Linked DNA regions of Mus musculus: region 1 is linked to region 2. The links are chromatin contacts, called in public Hi-C maps. All regions are on one chromosome and are shown on one strand. The core of a region is the stretch at or near the end of the contact, and the rest is flanking DNA. Distances in the headings are between cores, read along the strand shown. Region 1 holds the start of Lpar1 (lysophosphatidic acid receptor 1). Region 2 overlaps Lpar1 (lysophosphatidic acid receptor 1).

Region 1 (4,780 bases), core at 411-2,910, 61 kb after region 2:
GGAGGGAGGGAGGGAGGGAGGAAGGAAGGAAGGAAGGAAGGAAGGAAGGAAGGAAGGAAGGAAGGAAGAAAGGAACCAGGCAGGCAGGCAGGCAGGCTAGAGAAAGCCAACTCCTACTTAAGTCCCTCTCTCCAAGCATCCCCCTCCTGACGGGTTTCTTTCATCCCACCTTCTTTCTGTTGCCCTCCCATTTCCCCACAAGACTAATTTTTCTTCATTTTCCTTCTTCAACTTCAACTAGTCTCTCATGGAGGAATCACCCACCCTTAGTTCCCAGTTACAGGGAAGATGGCTGAAACAGCAAAGATCATCCTACCCATTCATTTTCCTGATGAGGACACCAAGCCCAGGAGCCCAGAACCCGTTCAGGGTACACCGCTAGGGGACGCTGTGTACAAGGAGGCTCTGATGTGGTTCTGCAAGTCACCCTTCTCAGCCTTTCCGCCTCAAACTGCTTCCCTCTCTTTCTACATTTTTTCCCTCAAATTCACACTCAAGACCAAAGAAAAGGAAAAATAAAATAGAATTTTAAAAAATATTAGAGCCCTGGTGATTATTATTCATGATGTTGCATCTGGAGGAACCAAGGGCAAAAACTAGATGCTATTACAGCTGTGTTTTAATGCAGCTGGCTGTGGTGCACGGGGCCTTAAGCGTAATGTTGATTCCTCTTCCTTGGTATTCATTCCATCTGAAAGAGACTATGTTCTTCCATTTTCTAAGACTTTGAAACCCGGACTTCTGACTTCATAGTCATGTTAGGTGAGCAAAAGACACTTACACAAAAGGATAAGCACGCAGCTCTGTCGAAACGAATAGAGGATTCCGCTTTAATAACTAGCTACCTTCTTCTAGTTGCAGTTAGCAATAGGTATCTCTGACGATGGGTATAGCTTAAGAGTAAAACTTTTCACAAGCCAGTACTCGCTGGAAACCCACATGGAAGGAAAGCTCCGAAGATTTCAACTAAAAAGAAAAAAAAAAGAAGAAGAAGAAGAAACACAGGCGAAAGGAAGAAAGAAAACGGGAGACGAGGAAGAAAGGACTGAGAAAAGAGACAGTCTAGGGCCCCAGCCTGGAAGCAGCAACAAGCCCTGGGTGCCTCACATCAAAGACCAAATGGCAGCAAAGAAAAACAAGCCTAAAGTTTAAAACCATTCACAGTAAAGTCTCCCTCCCTACAGGAGCAAACAGCCGATCAACCCATTCAAGCAAAATCAGGTTTTTCCCCGCCTTGCATTTCCCAGGTACAGACTAAGCCTAGGGCGGCTTCAAGGAAACTTCAGTTTAAATTCCTTAAACTCAAGGGACGACAAAGTCTCTGGTGAGCAGTGAACTGAGCGCGGGACGCGCGGACACCCGAGCCATCTAAGTCGTCGGGGACGCGGCACCAATAAACTTGGGGAGCCCCTTGCCAGCCCTCTCGCGTCCCCAACCCGATCCAGGTAAGCAACAGGAGGCCACCTACGTGTCACTTGGACGGACCCTGGGGCGCACTGACCTGGCCAAAGGTCGGGAGGGCCGCCCGGGCGGCTGCGGCGACTTCCCTCCCGGGCTGAGTTCCACCGGCTGGTGCGGGAGGCCAGGGCAGCCTCGCCTCCTGCAGGCGGCCTCACACACGCGCGCACACCCACCCACTCCGGGCCCGCGGGCGCGCGCACTCAGGCGCTCACGCGCACGGCTACAAAGCGGCGGGTGGTGGGACAGTGCGAGCCGATCGCGCCGATGGGAGGCGGGGCGGTCGCCACCCGCGCCGCGCCAAGGGACACCCGGCCGCCGTGTCTTTACCTGCTAGGTCCAGCTCCGCAGTTCACGCAGCCGCCGGGCCAACCCAACCCAAGCCTCACCCCAGCACAACCCGGAGCCTACGGAGGGCAGCACTGTGCTGGAGGACAAGAGTCACAACTCCCGGGGCTTTACTGCCGCCCAGTTCCAACTTCCCGGGCTCAAGGAACAGGCAGGCAGCAGAAGAGGCACGGGTGCCAGCCTCCTTACCTCTCCTCCTTCTGGCGCTTTCTGCCACATCCACAGAGCACAAGTCAGAAACTCCCCGCACCCCAAAGCGCCTTTCCTCCCAAGCCGCTCTGCTCTCCTTACCTGCGTGGCACCCACAGCGACTCTGCCTCCTGTGGTCCCCTCCCCCAGTCATTCACTGAACTTCCCGCGCTGCTGCAGGTCGGGGAGGGGGTGGGGGTGAGGGGAGCCTAAGCTTTTCATTCAGTACCTTCGCGGCGCTCCCTTGACCCTCCACAGCAGACACACCCACCTCCGTCACCCCTGGCCCCTCCTGTGCTCACCCCAGCGCCAGGCCTCTTGCAGAGCTTTGGTGGACGCCCTGCATGGTGCATGCTTTGTTGCTGTCCCCTCCTCATTTGAAAAGCCCTGGAAACCATCACAGAGCCTGGGGAAAACAAGAAAAGAAAGGGGGGGGGGGGAGAGAGAACTTGGTGTATGGCCTCCTCCGAGTTGAGTTTCTAAACTTTTTCAGGCAGCACACAAAGTTTCAACCAGCACAGCCCTGTACTTCAGGCCATAGAAAAGCAATAGTTGGCTTTGCAATTGCAAATCAAAGCGAGCGTGCCTTTGTGTCCCTAGAGCTATGATTATAAATTTCTCTTCAGCTAGGAGTGTAACTTTCCAAGGGCAAACTAAGATTTTTCATAGGGCAATTAAGGGCAGGGAAGGCACACCTGGAAGTGTAGGCGGAGGCAGGACCTAAGAATCATTTTCTGGAGACTTCCATCTCAGAAGCCTTACCATCACTCAGTAGTAGATGCGGACAGAGAGAGAGGACTCTCCAGCCGGTCTTCACCCACCTGCTTCACACTCCAGGCCCCCAGGGTGTGTTGAGTCATCAGAATTTTCTGCCTCAACCCACAGCGGAGTCCTCCACACATCAAAAGCAGATGCCTGGGAGTAAAAGCCTGAGGGACATCTAGGGTTGTAGTACCACAGAAAAGCAGGACTGGCTGGCGGCACCGTAGCTGACAGAAAATGAAAGGCAGCGAGGGAGTGGATGGACAACCCCTTGCTTCGTACAAAGAGGTCGCTGCCTAGCAGCTATGGGCAGAGCTGATAAGATAAGACACTGGGGGTTGGATAGTTCCCAAGCTTTCAACAGGTTGTGACTTGATGGGACCATGACCATTTCCTGTCCATGATTTTTCACGGTGCTCAAAACTGAACTGTAAAGCTGGTCGTTTATTTATTCTCCAAAGCTGTTTACTTTTAAGAATTTTGAGCCGGGAGGTGGTAGCACACGCCTTTAATCCCCACACTTGGGAGGCAGAGGCAGGCAGATTTCTGTTCAAGAATTTTGTTCATTCTGTGCAGCAACGATGACTTTTACCTGCAATCTCAGCCCTGGGGAGCTTGAGACAGGATGAAGAATTGTGGGGGAAACTATTCAAATCTCTTTTTAAAAAGACTCTGCTTTCCAAATCCATTTTATATCAATTTATGACTTGTTTTATAGTTATCTACTTAAAATATAAAAATTAGACCCAACACCAATTCTGTTCTCAACAACAAACAGAAACATATACAATTGTGTAGCAAGTATTGTTGAGGTATATACAGTGCTTGCCTAGCAAGTATAAGATCCTGAGCTTGACCCCCAGCAGTACAAAATCCATAAAATAATAAATAAGCTCATATATAAAAACCATTCCCTAATTACAAATAATGATAGTTGATCTTAAACTATTAGGAAGTTGAGATGAATAGGAAACCATCAAGTTTTATACATACATATTAAAGAAAACAAGAATACACTGAAGAAGGTTTTCACTTTTCCCCTATAGTGATACTAAACTCAGAATAATCAGACCTATTGCCTAATTTTCTTCCTCCTACTGCTCACTCCATCTGTTTGGTTTCTTGATAGCAATATTTCTAAATCAAATAAAAAGACAAAGTGATTCCCATGGCTAGCCATCCCTCACTATTAAAGGCACAAGGTAAATGAGCTTCTCTTAGCTCGTACTCACCTTGAATGGCTGGTTTATCTCTTGCCTTCTTGAGGAATGTAGCTACTTCCATCCCAATGTGTTAACTACTTTGACTACTCTATGGTCCTTCTCAACCTCAAGTGGGAGTGTCCATCCTCATTAAACCCATGTGCTCACCAGTTCATTAGAGATGAAAAGATGTACCACAGCCGATCAGTGCTAGTCTAGCATTTGCTGGGTTTGATCCATACACACACATACACACACACATATACACATACAAACATGTAGACACATATACATACTCATACACATATACACATACTCATACACATATGCACACACATACACAAATGAACACATATACACATACGTACCTAAGGGCACACATACACACATACATGTACACACATATACAAACATGAACACATATACACACATATATACACATACAAACATGAACACACATATACACATACTCATACATATATACACATACTCAAACACATATACACATACTCATACACATATGTACATACATACACAAATGAACACATATACATACCTAAGGGCACACATACATGTACACACATATACATATGCACACACAAACACACATATACAATCATGTACACACATATGCAAGTGCACATATACATATACCCACATGCACACACATTCATACACACAGGAACATACATACGCAAATGCACACATATACACATATATAAAATACATACACAAACATGTACACATGCACAGAGAAAGAAAGAGAAGGGGGGGAGAGAGAGAGATCCTTGCCTTATCTCTTCCTTATTCCATCCTCGATG
Region 2 (4,185 bases), core at 1,353-3,852:
GCTCCTGGTCAACCGAACACGCCCAGGAAGCTGGGATGAAGAATGCTGTGCCCCACTGGCTTTTCCCAGGACTCCAGCCTACAGAATGCTGCCCCCCACAGTTAGGGTCGTCTTCCCACCTTACCAACTGTATCTACAAATTCCCTCCCAGAGAAGCGCATGGGGGGTGGTCTAAACATTTCTCAGGCACAGAAGGGTTATAAATATAACATTTTTAAGAAGTCAGAATCTAAGATCATCTCTTTGTTTCAAATCTCTTTATTTCTGAAAAATCCTTTCAGCCCACTGAGGTCACTTACTCAGAGGTCCCGTGGATTAAGATATGGATGTCTTCAGAAGCCATGTCTGTGTCTACCAGACAGAACACAATAAAAAATAATTTCTGAATTAAAAAAAAAGAGTATAAAATTTCTAGAGAACAGAAATGCCAAATAAAAGAGATCACAGACATCCACTCAGCATCTGATGAGAGAGTCAGAGATAACAAGAAGGAAACGGAGGCACGGATTAAAACAAACTGCTAGTCATTCTGCAGATACTAGAAGGGCTGGGGCAGAGCTGGAGAGGCAGAGCCCCACTCGCCGACAGAAACGGGATTCCTTAAGAAGACCGTGCGTTACCGATTTATGTTTCTATATATTTCAAAACAACGCTAAAACAAAATGTTCCTATAGCTTAACGAGATTTTGGAATCTCGTGGGTAAAAGGTTCCAGAAACATAAAGTAAAACAAAGTTCAGCAAATGGTTAAGGTGGAGAGAACAAGTCCGATAGAGTTCCTCTGTGCTTCTGCTGTGAGATCCTTGGGACGGTGGTTCTTAACATGTGATACCCCTGTGGGATCTGCAGACCCTTCCACAGGGGTCACAAGTCACAGCTTTACATTTTGATGCACAGCACTAGCAAAATTACAGGTATGAAGCCGCAACAAAAGAAACTTTATGGTTGGGGGTCAGCACAACATGAAGAACTGTATTAAAGGGTCAGAGAACTAGGAAGGTTGAGACTCGCTGCTTTAGGACAAAACTCAAAGGTATACGAAACCCTGCTGTGTAGAGAAACCCTAAAGGAGCCTTGAATTCCACAGCCATAGACGGCCTCACAGGCCTTTAGATAATTGGTCTTCAGCTGGTGGTGCTATTTTGGAGAGACTCTTAGGGACGTGAGACTTAGCTGGCTCACATAGGGGTGGGGCTCACATAGGACTGGAGCTCACATAGGGGTGGGGCTCACATAGGGGTGGGGCTCACATAGGGGTGGGGCCAGGAGTTGAAGGCCAGGTCAGCTATAACTCTACTTCTCTATGTGACCGCCACCTCATGCTCCTGCCAACTTGCCTTTCTAGCCATGACAGCCTGTGACCTCTGGCCTGTGAGCCAGAATAAACCTTCCTCCCTTAAATTGTTTCTATTAGGAATTCTACCATGATGACAAGAAAAGTAACTAATATACGTGGGGGGGGGGGGGTGCTCACTTGCAAGTGCACTAGAGAGGCAGAGGGAGGCGGATCTCTGAGCTCAAGGCTAGCCTGGTCTACATGAGTTCCAGGACAGCCACAACTACACAGTGAAACAAACACACTATCTCAAAAAAAAAAAAAAAAAAAGAAAAGAAAACAGAAATCAGAAAAAAAGAAAAAAACAAACAATAAAAAGCTGGGGCGACCATAAAATTCATAAGACATGATTGTTTTCCCATGGTCAAAACTTAAATATAAAAATTACAGTTAGTACAATTTAATAATACCAGCATAAATCTATCATTGTATCAGAAAGAGCTCGGGACTGGGGAGTGGAATGTAAACAAATGTCTGTTCCTTTTCTCTATTCTTCAGATAAGAACCCTGAAAGGCAGAGAAGAGGAGGAGGAAGAGGAAGAAATCAAAACATATTAAGCCTACTGTTTAAACTGTGACAACTTGCAAAAATTATTCAAATGCGCTGAGGCATACACAATCTATCTGAAAAATCCGAAGCTCACTTTCCACACTGCTGAGGAAGACATGAGCGCTTGGTCTCCTGCTGGTCGTGTTGGAGAAAAGAGCAAACAAGGCAGAGACTGAAATTTTCCCAATGACTCCACCTAAGATTGTTTTTAAGCGGTTTCTTTTTTACTTCGAGAAAAGAAACCAATACTTCCTGATAGAACATAGGGGCAAAAACAAATATATACTCCAGACAAAGCTCAGTCAATATTTGTAAGTGAACGAAACCATGCTAAATCTAAATCGCTACAGCTAGAAACCCTTGTGGAATAAGAAGCTCTCAAATGTTGCCCTGGATAGGGCATGAATATGCAGATCAGATACAATTATTTTAATGACATGTCCCCCAGGGGCAGAAAGTCTGCATTCACACCCTTTTCTCCCTCGCTGGCCACCGCATCTCGAATGTATACTCTGGGACCTCAGTGGCTACTCCGCAAACCAGACGCCCATCTTGGAAAGTTCCTTGCCCAATCAATCTGTGATCTTCGTTCAGAGTCACAACAACCTGGCAAGCCTGAACTCTAAAGGGGTGGTTCTGGAGCTGTCTGAGATCTCTCTGTCCTCTGCTAACTCATCTCTACCTTCCCAGGCATTTATGGAATGTCAGTCATGGATACAGCTTAACACTGTGCCTTCAAAGGGCACCCCAGTGATACACCTGAGTGCCTGCTGGAGCCACTCCCTGTCCATTTGACTTGCTTTTTAATCTCCCACAAGGCAATTACACACTCATTAGCAAAGAGGAAAAACAAACACCTGGCATAAAACACAAAATACTAATTAGACCTGTGTGGTTTAGTAGGGAATCTGATAAGAATGTAAATAATATACTCCGCGGGCATACTTTACAGGAACTTTAATCCATGCTGGGTAAAGAATGAGCAATATGATATAAATGAGGTCAACCTGCTTTCCACTTCTGTGTGTGCATATGTATGTACATATAAATCTGTGTGTCCCAGTATTCGCGCGCGCGTGTGTGTGTGTGTGTGTGTGTGTGTATACATGTGGACACCAGAGATCAATCTCATGTACTGTTCTGCAGGAGACACCCACCTTGACTTTTGAGACAGGATCTTTCACTGGCCTGGATTCGACCAAATATGCTAGGCCGGCTGGCCAGTGAGCTCCAGGGAGCCACCTGTCTCCTTCTCAGGATCTTATGGTTCCATTTCTATTAAAGCAACGGTAGGTTCGAGGCTATGTGCCTTCTTGAAGCACGTGTCATCCTGATTCTAATGCCCAGCCCCCTAACATGGTGTTCAGTAGGGTAGGCAATGGCTCCAAGACCTGGTTCTCTCGTTTTAAATGGGGCCATAGTTGAGCTCTATCCTTCTCAATCAGTCTACAGACTTCTCCCAATAAGGATAGAAAAGAAGCGGCATGGGATTTATTCAAATGTTATTAAATTTATTCTCAGGAAAATAATTCTCATCCTTCTTAGAGCCTCAAATTAAAAACAAGAAAAAGCAGGATGACTTCTCATTGGGATTAAAGATCACAAAACAATACTGATACAAGCGAAAAGATAGCTTTAATCCTAGAGTCCATAGGATACTGAAGACTATGCAAACTAAATGTCTTAAAAGTTTACCTAAAAAAAAAAAAAGTGCATCAAGTGGTTCCTCTAATAAAGCAACAGTGCAGGATAATAAGATGTTTACACGTGTGTGAAGAATCTGTGGAGAATAGTTAATCACCAGTCAGTGAGGGTACTCTTCATCTCATGAAGCCCCCTGTCTACAGGCTAAGCACATCATCACATTGGAGGATTTCCAGAGAATTCTGGGTTGAGCCTAAGAGGAGGAATGATAAGAGCCACTAAAAATACTGGAGACATGCAGGAGTAAATATAGCAGGCATCTTTCAGATGCTTTTCTGAGCTGGGCAAGAACTGCAAACCAATGTTAATGGGCTATCCCCACAGCAGACCACCGTGGTCATTGGCGATGTGGCTTTAAATGCTGCTGAGAAGCAGAAATGGCTTTTGTCTTTGTCTGAGACAGTGCATTTGACCTAAAACCATTAATGATGCTAGAAGTCTTGACAATCTCCATGTTAGTAAAATAATGGATTAGAAAAAAGTATCAATTCACACACAGTGCTGCTAACAGGAAGGGTGGCTTCACGTTGGGAAAATCAATTATAGGAATAAGGAATTGCCCAAACAGGAATGGAATCCCAGTACTCAGGAGCCTG

What was found. Hi-C and Micro-C count contacts between places; a contact is called where the count stands out from the background.
Region 1: a contact with region 2 is called in a Hi-C map of morula, with 3 times the contacts expected there. The contact joins the promoter of Lpar1 here to the enhancer-like site in region 2. A contact is called at or near these places in 1 of 39 promoter capture datasets (frontonasal cranial neural crest), 1 of 15 datasets of contacts at CTCF or cohesin (the NIH/3T3 cell line), 16 of 484 Hi-C or Micro-C datasets (the 3T3-L1 cell line, the HL-1 cell line, adipose-derived mesenchymal stem cells and 12 more), 6 of 115 datasets of contacts at active chromatin or transcription factors (embryonic limb bud, embryonic stem cells and neural progenitor cells) and 4 of 9 other capture datasets (adipose tissue, liver, macrophages and 1 more).

Annotation. Positions count from the first base shown.
Region 1 is chr4:58,551,633-58,556,412 of GRCm38.p6, forward strand. Lpar1 (lysophosphatidic acid receptor 1) reads right to left here and starts at 1,661. Exons shown (of 4, transcript NM_172989.1): 1 at 1,502-1,661.
Region 2 is chr4:58,489,344-58,493,528 of GRCm38.p6, forward strand. All of the region lies in intron 2 of Lpar1 (lysophosphatidic acid receptor 1), which reads right to left. Among named protein-coding and RNA genes, the nearest start is that of Mir3095, 50 kb to the left of the region's middle. Within about 2 kb of position 2,603, at least 15 of the 459 cell types and tissues checked have an H3K27ac peak or open chromatin away from gene starts, as enhancers often do. A contact at or near this core is called in morula, where this site is marked.